Linked DNA regions of Callithrix jacchus: region 2 is linked to region 1. Evidence: chromatin contacts called from public Hi-C data. All regions are on one chromosome and are shown on one strand. Each heading gives the region's core, a stretch centred on a gene start, on an enhancer-like site or on the middle of the called end of the contact. The rest is flanking DNA. Distances are from core to core; before and after follow the strand shown.

The links. Hi-C and Micro-C count contacts between places; a contact is called where the count stands out from the background.
Region 2: a contact with region 1 is called in a Hi-C map of skeletal muscle, with 2.6 times the contacts expected there. The contact joins the promoter of RGMB here to the promoter of CHD1 in region 1. A contact is called at or near these places in 2 of 3 Hi-C or Micro-C datasets (both in skeletal muscle).

Annotation. Positions count from the first base shown.
Region 1 is chr2:111,808,701-111,813,650 of calJac240_pri, forward strand. It overlaps CHD1 (chromodomain helicase DNA binding protein 1), which reads left to right and starts at 2,714. Exons shown (of 35, transcript XM_078365870.1): 1 at 2,714-3,106.
Region 2 is chr2:111,971,268-111,976,253 of calJac240_pri, forward strand. It overlaps RGMB (repulsive guidance molecule BMP co-receptor b), which reads right to left and starts at 2,383. Exons shown (of 5, transcript XM_002744783.7): 1 at 2,195-2,383; 2 at 1,156-1,222. The coding sequence starts at 1,160.

The sequences.
Region 1 (4,950 bases), core at 1,464-3,963:
AGATGACTTAGGATTTCATGGGTTGTATTCAGAGGAATTTGTAAATTTAAGAATCATATTGGAAAGACTTCCTCTGGTTTGGCAAGGACATGGGTGATACTGTCATGGGTTGAGATTCTAGGGTATTTTAATACTGTCCTGATTGTTTTTGTGGCTTCTCATATGCAAATCCTCCAGGCAACAAAAACACAATTATGGAATTAAAATTGTAACCCTGGCATCTAAAATACTAACAGAGGAGCAAGTTATCCTGTGTATGTTATATTATTTCACAATTCTGGATATATGGTTCCCAGTCTATCCCCACCTAAGGATACCTATTTAGTACTTGGCCTAGTAAAGTGTATCAGAATTAAAGAACCACAAAATGCTATCTTAGGTTCTGTAAATGTAATATTCTTTCCAAAGAATAAAAAATTTTAGAAACCAGAACTTAAATAATTACAAAAGCCTCCTGTTGATGTTAATTATGTGGAATTTTTCATTAGTCCTGTATTGAGATTATCAAATGTTTGGCTATTGTTTTAGTATCAGTAAGTAGAGATAAAGCCCATTTATTCAAATAGTGAAACTGCAAATGTAACTACGTTGATAACAAAATCATCAAAGTACCTTTGGATTATCTACATGCTTTTTAAAAAAATCAACTGCCAAGACTGTTGCAATTTTCCACCTAGTGTGTACTTCTGTGAAGCAATAAAATACTATTTTACTCCAAATCTAAATCTCCAAGGTTCAACATTTTATTACAAATTGGGCAAGATATTTTTTCGAATAGCATGTTTGATGGCACAATTAGTAGTAAAAAAACAAAAAACCGGTCTCATGCTTTCAGAAAATGTAAAACAGATTGTATATACGGTAATTCTTTTCATAAGACAATGATAAAATGTCAGAATTGTAACTGAGGACTTTATTAACTTAACTATACTTCTGATTACAACAGTCGTTATATGTTAATGGTTAGTTTCTCTGGATAAATTAGAGGCATAGAAAGTTCCTATCATTAAGGATATTTACATAAAGCTTAATATGAAAAATTAGCACTCAGTTCATAACTTTAGGGACTTCAGAAATGAAGATTTGTATGATCTCATTATTCCTCACAACTCAGAATTAAAGCTATTTAATATTGCAAAGAATGGCAGCGTTCCATGTAGTTTTGCTATTCAATTATTGCTCATAGATGTTTTCAAAAAGGCCATGGGCATCTGTTTGCTTTCACCTACTCCTCCAGGTAAATATACCCTTCAATATGTAGTAAATACGTATGTGGAGTTATGTTTTGACATTTCTTTGAAGGCTTTAAACCAAACTGTTTAAACAAGCCGGTAGTCTAAAATTCTGGAATATTTCCCACAAAGGAAAAATAATTATTTGGGGAATGCACTTACTGCAATCAAACTCATGTGAGTTAGAAAGTGGGCCTTTACACCAAATCCATTAACTTAACAATGGGATTAGAAGCTTTTAAAAATTATTAACCTCCGCTGTGTGCTGTGGCTCACACCTGTAATTCCAGCACTTTGGCAGACAGAGGCAGGTGGATCGCTTGAGCTCAGGAGTTTGAGACCAACCTAGTAACACGGCAAAACCCTGCCTCTATAAATAGAAAAAAACAAAAATCATTAACCTCGAGCGAGTCAAGTCGATCTGCAGACTGAAAAAAACGAAGTGAAACAATTTTGATTTTAAAAACAATGTTTTCAAAAAACCGGGTAAAGTGAGTACACTACCATCCAACACATTGAAGGTATTTAACTAAGGCCCACAGTTACAGTTACGATAGAAACTGTCAACTAAAAGGCACGAAATTAAGCTGAGACAGTTACTAACATCCCTCAAGAAGCGTTTTTTGTTGCGATTCAGCGCAGCACCCTTCACCCCGCCCTCTGGGGAGGAACCTAGAAAGAAAGGGTAGTACATTTCTAAACTAGGCTACCCACACATGAATGAAGCAGCCTAGCCGGCTGTCAACAACCGGGTCTCTATTTTCTCTCCTCCTCAGGCGCCCCGCCCGTGCGAGACATCAGCTTCGAGGGAGCATCAGTCGCAGATCGCTCAGACCTAAGAGGTGGCGAGAGGCCACCACGGTTGCCAACAATTGGCGTTCCCAGGTTGCCCTGTGTGACGCAGCAGCCCCCGCCCAGGCCCTGCGGCCTGGCGATCCGACGCAGCCGAGGCCTGCGCCACCGACCCTTCGCGCGACCGGGCCCTTTAGGCTTATTCAGTGCTGCCCTTCAGCGGCTTCCCAAGTCCCATTGCTGTCTCTCCCCACCCCCGTTCCTCCCCGGTTCCTTGTCATTCTCCGCGGCGACGTCCTTGCGCAACCATCCCGAGTCACATTAGCGCCCATACCCGCACGGAGCGAGCCTGCAGCTCCCACTTCCCGGAATTCAACGCCGGGCCTCTAAGGGCGGGTACCCAAGCGAGGATCAGCAAACTACAGCCGCAGCCAGAGTCCGGCGCCCTCCGCGCAGTCTGCGTGCGCACTCCCATCCGTGCGCGTGCGCGCACTTGCCCTTTGCCCGCCCCAGCACCAATCGCTTTTTTCCTAGGCCCACGACTCTTCAACGTCCTCCCTCCGCCCGCGCGCGAGAGGAAAGGGTTTGGCGTGCGCGCGCGCGCCCGCTCGCCCTTCTCGCGCTCGGTCAGGAAGGGGAGTGAGCACAGGCGCTTACGTCGCGCGGGAGGCGGAGGCGACGGCGACCTCGGTGGCGGCGGCGGCTACGACGAAGACGGTTGCGCTCGCTCGCTCTCTCGGCGTCATGGCGGCTGCCGGGGGCAGATAAGCGGCGGGAGCGGGAGCGCGCGCGCGACGACGGTGGCGGCGGCGGCGACGACTCGTTACTTCTAGTTCTTGCTGCGCTCGCCCTTGGTGCTTCAATAATGAATTGATTGTTGGATCCACTTCGCAGGGGATTGCGCGTTGGTGCCGCGGGCAGGGGCTTCCCCTTCCCCTCCGCGTCTTCCCCCTTCCCCCTCCCTCGCACGGACTCTTGCTTACCCCAAGACGCCCGGAGCCCTAGGACTCGGCGGCGGAGATCCTGGGCGCGGGGGAGGCCGTCGACCCGAGTCGGCTCCCTCCGCCCAGCCAAGCCTGCCGGTAAGAAAGGGGGCGGCGGGGAGGACAGGAGGTGGCCGGGTGGAGGGCGGGCGCGGCGCGGTGCCCGGGCGGCGGCCCAGCGTCCGGGCGAAGGCCGGACGGCTCTGTGAGGGCCGGTGGCGGTGTACGGGCCCGGCGCGCAGGGGGCGTGTGAGCGGCGAGCACAGGCCAGCGGCCGCAGAGCGCATCCTCGCGCTGGCCTGGCGGCCCTGCCAGGGCCTCTTGAGCTTGGTGCCGACCGGGCAGCGAGAGGAGACCCTCGAATGGCGAGCACTTATCCCGTGCGTCGGTCCTGCGGCGACCCGGGCTCCCAGCACGTGGGGAGCGGCGGGGAGGGGGAGGGGAGGGGGCGGCGGCTCCAGCGAGCCTGGGAGGGCGCGGGGCGGGTCTGCGGGAAGTTTGAGGCGGGAAGAGGGACTCCCGGACCGGGAAGGAGGCCCTGGGAGAGGGGGGCAGGTCCGCGAGGGAGGCTGATTGGAGCGATTTGGATGGATGAGCGAGGAGGATGGTTTCCAAACCTCTTTAGAGTACCGCTTTAAAAACTTATCAGGAGCAGAGCAACTGCTAAAAGACAGGATTGAAGAGGTTTAATAACTTAGGGTAGTCATTGTTGAGATGCTTGAGAGGACGAGGAGCTGTTGTGCACTTGGAGCTTCAGAACTAGGGTTGTGAAAAGGGTCTCAGACAGGACTTACTCGGATAAGGGAGATGGAGGGGGGAAGGAAGTTAAAATGTTCAGAGAAAGCCATTTTGAGGGACGAAAAGACGGTGAAAAGGAACAAAAAAGGGAGTGAACTTTTTAAACGAAGAAACGGGAAAGGCAGTTTGTTAGCGTACTTAGATTTTTAAGACTTAATTGTTCAGTAAGGTTCTTTGACTAGGGTTGAGATTAATATTTAACATTAGGAATAAATGTGTTGAGTAGAATGATTACTTTTTAGATAACCTATTCTTGCAGAGTCTACTGGACTGTAGTCTAGAGAATTAGCATCCTGATCTAGATGCAGACTTTGCTATGATTGAGTTGGTAACAGTCTGTTTCCCTCCTCCTTTTGTGGAATGGAAATAATCGTAGGAGTGAATTCTCTTTGCTGAGGTCGGAGGACAGCTCTGCTCTCAGATGGCAGTCTCGGTACTTTCTGGCTGGGGAAGGATCTGACGTCTCCTTCCCCCGCTTCTTCCTCTCCCTCCCCTGCCAGAGATCTCCTTTGTTTATTCGTGGATGGCTTGTAGGTGATTCTCCAGTGTTGTACTAAAGTCTTGAAAGGTGGAAATGATGTGCCTTGGATAATTATTCTTGCCCCAAATCTTTTACTGAAGAAATCAGATATACTGTATATTCTATTACTTTTTTTTTCCCGCAGAATAAAAAGCAAGTGAAAAACTGGATAAGTATTTTTAAAATTTTATCCCTCTCTCCGTTTACCTGTGAAAGAACATATTTATTTGGACTTACGCATTTTTGTTGAGATGATGTGATACCTTTTACTTGCCTGTTCCTCCCATGGGAGCATTTTCAAAACTTTCTCAGTCAGGTATATGAAGTTCTTGGTGATAGGAATGAGGGTTTTATCAAAAGTAATCTTTTCCCTCCTTTCATTTATTTGACCAAGTTATCTAATAAGACTCAGTTATCTACTCTTGGGATGTATGTATGGGTTACCACCTTGCTTTAGTAGTCTATATATATATATATATATATACACATTGTTAGACAGTGGCAATTAGTCTCTAAAAGTCTTATCACTCCACAAATATTTTAATTTCTTCTGTCCGAAGTGTATTAGCAGTAGCATACTAAATTCTAGTTAGTAGTCAGGTCTAGAGTGTAATTACTAGATAGC
Region 2 (4,986 bases), core at 1,133-3,632, 160 kb after region 1:
ATTTCAGTTTGGTTTGGGTCTTTCCGATTGTGACTTTATATGATTTTTTTTTCACTCCCCTCCCCCCATATCCTGTTCTGTAAGTACACGAGTGCTCTAGATTTCCTTATCAATAGAGGGCGTCCTCGAGTCATTGCAAATACTGGTGGTGTGAAACAACTGTTCTGAGGAAAAACTTCATTGTCTCTAAGGTGCTTTATTGCTCCTCTATTGTAAAATTTGACAAGCTCGAGATTTATAAGCCTAACAATTCACTTTTTATTGCTGCATAAGTGTTCAGACGCTAGAGGAAAATGCTAATTTTCACAATTAAACCACATGGTGATTCCTATTTTCAAGACATAAGTCAGTTGACAACTCGCGGGTAAATTGGTACTGTTAGAAAGATCAGAAATCGGCTTGGAAAGCAAGAGCATAGTGCATGGTCGCTTATAGCACTGCCATTCAAGCCGGTGAGCTGCAAGTTACAAAGGATTTTAGATTCTACAAAGAAAAATCGGAGAGGGTGCTAAAACACAAACATAAAATCAATGACTTATAAAAGTTTTATGTTTTAATCAGATAAAAAGAATGAAGTGACTGATGACTTGTGTAACTCACACATCCACCATGTTTCTTGCCACTGGTGCACTTTCTCCCTTCCTCTTTGTTTTCAGGAAGGAAAGAGAAAGAGGAGACCTGAACAGTACATTCAGGGGAGTGGACAGAATTAAAACACATGCCAGAAACACTAATGGATTCTAAACAATATGCGGTTTCATTTCCTGAACCTATACGTGATGTTTTAACTGTTTTCTAGTTAATATGTCTCCATTTCCAGAAATCTAACAGGAGGATCTCTGCCTGCTTAGCAGATCACCTAGGTTTCCATATGTGCAATCCATTCTAGAGTAAGGGCTCCCTGGCTGCTCCTCCGTCTACTATGTATACAAAGCAGCGGCTGAAATAGCTTGGAGTCCGACAGCGCAGCGTCAAGCAGCTCGTGGTTTGTACTTACATCATTTTTTTTTTTTAAAAAGCAGGAGTGAAAGTTTATTAAAAAGCTTTAGAATAGTAAGGAAAGAAAGGAAGGAAAGGAAAGGAGAGAAAAGAAGGAAAGTACAACTTGGAAGAGGGCCAAGCGGGCGACTTGAGAAACCAAGTGCCTGTACTTACATCATTCTTAACCCTTCCGCTCCTGGAGAGGGATCAGGGAGCCCCCGGACTTCGGAACACGCAGGACCTGGGCGTGAGAGAAGAATCCCAGAGCTTGGTGTGAGCAATGCACCCCCGGAGGGAGCGAGCCTGGGGCCTGTGAGGGGCTCATCACCCACTCGTACGCAACGGGCCCCCGCAATCCCTGCGGGCTCGGCTCCTGCTCTCACCGCTCAAAACGGCAGGTGCAAAAAGCATTTGGGAGCCTCTTGCCAGCGCGCGGAGGTAATGCGCTTCCTGTCCATTTATCTCAGGAAACCAGTGCAGCCTTCCCTTCGAAACAAAATTAACCTCTCATTAGCCAGCCACTCGCTCCTAAGAAGGCCTTAAAAGCTTTACCAGCTCGCTAATGTATTTAGGCTTTTCTTGCAGGCAAACGCAGCCGCCGGTCTTGACTGCCATCAGCTCAAGGGGTTCCTCTGGGCTCTCCTGCGAGCCAACAGCCGACCTCTCTGCAGCCTAGTCTGGGCAACTTCAGCCAACTCAGGATCCTATTTTGTAGTCCGGGGCAGACCCGACACCCCTGAAAGAACTCCACGCCAGAAGAAGCCAGAACAAGTTCCCACGAATTTCATGAGCGCCCTTCACATTAAACCCTCAGCTTCCCTGTCCTCAAGAGAACAGGAAAGGGCGCTGGGGAGGGACTTCGGCGGCCAGCTGTCCCTGGGTCGTGGGCGCTGATTGCTCTGCGGAGCACCAGCCCTGCACACAGCGGGTGCGGGAAGCGTTGATGGGGGGCTGGAGGGTGGGGGAGCGAAACTAGGATCTAGCTGGTTCCAGGCGTGGAGAATCAAATGTGGTCTTAGATCTGTAAGTGGCGAAAAGGGGCTTTTGGGAACGTCAGGGCTTTCTCACCCCGGCCCCCCGCCGCCCGGAGGCTGGCAGATTTATACCACACAGGTGGATGGAGACCTAAACAAAACAGTCCCGGCTGCTGCCTGCCGCTCGCCCCCCACGTCCCCCGGGCCCACCGCAAACTTCAGCAAAATAAACAACTCACCACAGGCATTCCCTTGTCTGCAGCACGGCGCTTGCCAGCTGGGAAAATAAGCCGCAAGCCACGCGGCCGAGGCGCGGAGGGAAGGCAGCGCGGCGCCCGCCCCTCTCCCCCAGGTGGGGGCAGCGGGACTCGGGGCTGGAGGGAGGCTCCGCCTCGGGGGCCGCACTCCCAGCTCTCCGACTCCGGAATGAGCTCTCGGAGAGGAGCTGCGCCCTTCCAGCTAGCGCGATTTCTCCGCCACCTAGGCGAGAGGGCGGGGAGCCCAATCCCCACCAGCTTCCTCCAGGCTGCTTTCTCCCTACTTTAGCCTCAAATAGAGGCTAAAGGAGACCCCCACCCCCGAGCAACTCCTCTATCGCCACACTGCCCCCTGCCGGCGTTACCCGGCTCCTTCCTGCACAGCCTACAGCTGGGGGCGTAGGGGCGCCCCAGACCTCCGCGTCCAGTTCCCGGCCCAGTTCTCTCTTTGCCTTCCCCCCACCACACTCAGTCTTGCACAAAGACGCCTTTCACGCAGCCAGCGCCACCCTCCGCGCCGTCCTCCGGGCCAGCGGCGCTGCGTTCGCCCACCCGCGGCACCGACCGATTCCTGGTGGGCGACTGTGCGCGTCGTCGCGGGGCAGGCGGCAGCGGACGCTTGCGGGCTGTTCCCAGTCCGCACCTCTGCCAAGGCGCCAGATGCGCTGCCCCCGCCCGCCACATTCTCTAGCTTCCCGCCAGCAGCCGCAGAATGCACCCCGTTCTCTCCGTAAATGATCCTTGAGGGTCTTCCTAGTGTGTCTAAATATGGGGACAGTGGCAGGAACGATCCTCCGGACTTTCACCGAAAGAAGAAATCCAGCGACCTTCCCTGACCACCTAAGGTGCCAGTGTGTCTTTACAGCTTAAGAGAGCCAAAGATAAAAGATTTGGGAATAAAGAGGGAAGAGAGGGTTTAAAGGGACACCTAAGACCTAGAGCAAGTGTGTTGCAAAGAACGAGCCCATGAAATGTTAGAGGGAGGACGGTCGCTTCGATCAGTGTAGAAGTCGTGGAGGGCAAGAAAGCGATTAACTTTCTACCTTAGATTAATCTTCCAAAGTAGAGGGGGAAAAAAGCATCCTAGATACTCAGCGGCAGCTAATAGGCGCGTTCAACCCTTGGAACGAGCGGGCTGCTTCTCTTAGTCAAGTCAAATGCTTAAACATCTTCACTCAGGGAGGTCGTTTCTTGCCTCCTTAGGCAGGAATCTATGACCCTCTCCAGTTTTTGCCTTCTCCTCCCACAGCCCCTCCTTATAGTTTCTTGGGCTAACGCTAGAGGCAGCATAGGGCAGTGTAAAGAGGGCGAATGGGAATCCACAGAAACACAGAAGAGGGTCTAGGCCTGAGTTTCTGGGTCTGGGTCTTAGGCAACTGATTTAACGTCTTTGGACCCTCGTGTCACTATCAAGAAAGGATGTGTAAAGGGCAATAATTAGTAAAATTTACATATTCTTCTGTTTCTTAAATTCAGTGATAATGACTGCCCTTCCTCCAACCCGCTGCAGGTTCCTCCTTAGTGTTTTTTCACTTTGCTTTATCTTCTCCAAGTGCCAAACTGAAAAAAAAAAAAAATACTGAGATTGTTTCAAGGTAAATGTAAGATATATTGAAACATACTCTTCTGCATCTGAGAATTAAGAAGAAGAAGAAAAAACCCAACTCAGCTTCTGTTTCACAGAGCAAGGAATTTTAATGTCCCCACACCCTTTGCTTTTGAAAAGCCACTCCAGCAGTCAGCAAAGCACAGCTTTGATTTAGAAACTAAAGGCTAGTCTCTTGTGTTTTTCTTTTCCCTTCCACCAACACAAAGACAAGCTGCAGCATAAAATAATGATGAACAAGAGTTCAAAGCAAGCCCAGTGGGCCAGCCCACAGGATGTTTTTTAATGCCACCAGTCCTTCCTCTCTCTCCTGCTAAGCTGGACAGTACATAAATAGCAGGCACAAGCTGCCCGAATTCCCTGCCTCCTCCACTCTTTTCCCATAAATATTGGTCAGTGGAGCCTGGATGCTAACTTGTCAATCATCACAGAAAAGCATTCATCAAGTAATACATTTAATTTTTCCTTAGTTCCATAATATTTTTCAGAATTTTAAATTCACTACCCACTTTGGAAACTTGAACCTGAGTTCTTCCTCTGGGAAAGCTTGTCTGTTTTTGGGGAACTTTCTATGCAACCAAGGCAAAAAAGTGTAAAATCTCATAATGAAGTACTAACTTTTAAATTACAAATCTCTTGTTTTAATTTAAACAATAGAATTTCAATAATGGCTTAGCTTTCATATAATGCTCCCTTTTAAAAGCTGTCTATTAAAGAGAGTTCTTAAGAATCTTTTCATTGGGAAAAATTTTCCTTAAATAATAGTGGTGGGAAAATATTGTGAGCGTGTCTTATTCTGTTGGTTTCATTTTTTTTTTCAGTTATATTTTAGGCTCAGTATGATTACTCACACCTAATCCCAGTGCTTTGACAGGCCAAGACTGGAGGATCACTTGAATCCAGGAGTTAGAATGAGACTAGGGAACATAACAAGACTTCGTTTCTACAAAATTTTTAAAACTTAGCTAGACGTGGTGGCACATGCTTGTAGTCCTAGCTACTTGGGAGGCTGAAGTAGGAGGATAATTTGAGCCCAGGAATTTCAGGTTACAGACAGCTGTGGTCCAGTCACTGCACTCCAGCCTGGGCAACAAAGTGAGACCTTGTCTCTTAAAAAACAAGTTATACTTTAATTGACAAATAAAACTATAGTTATGGTATACAACAT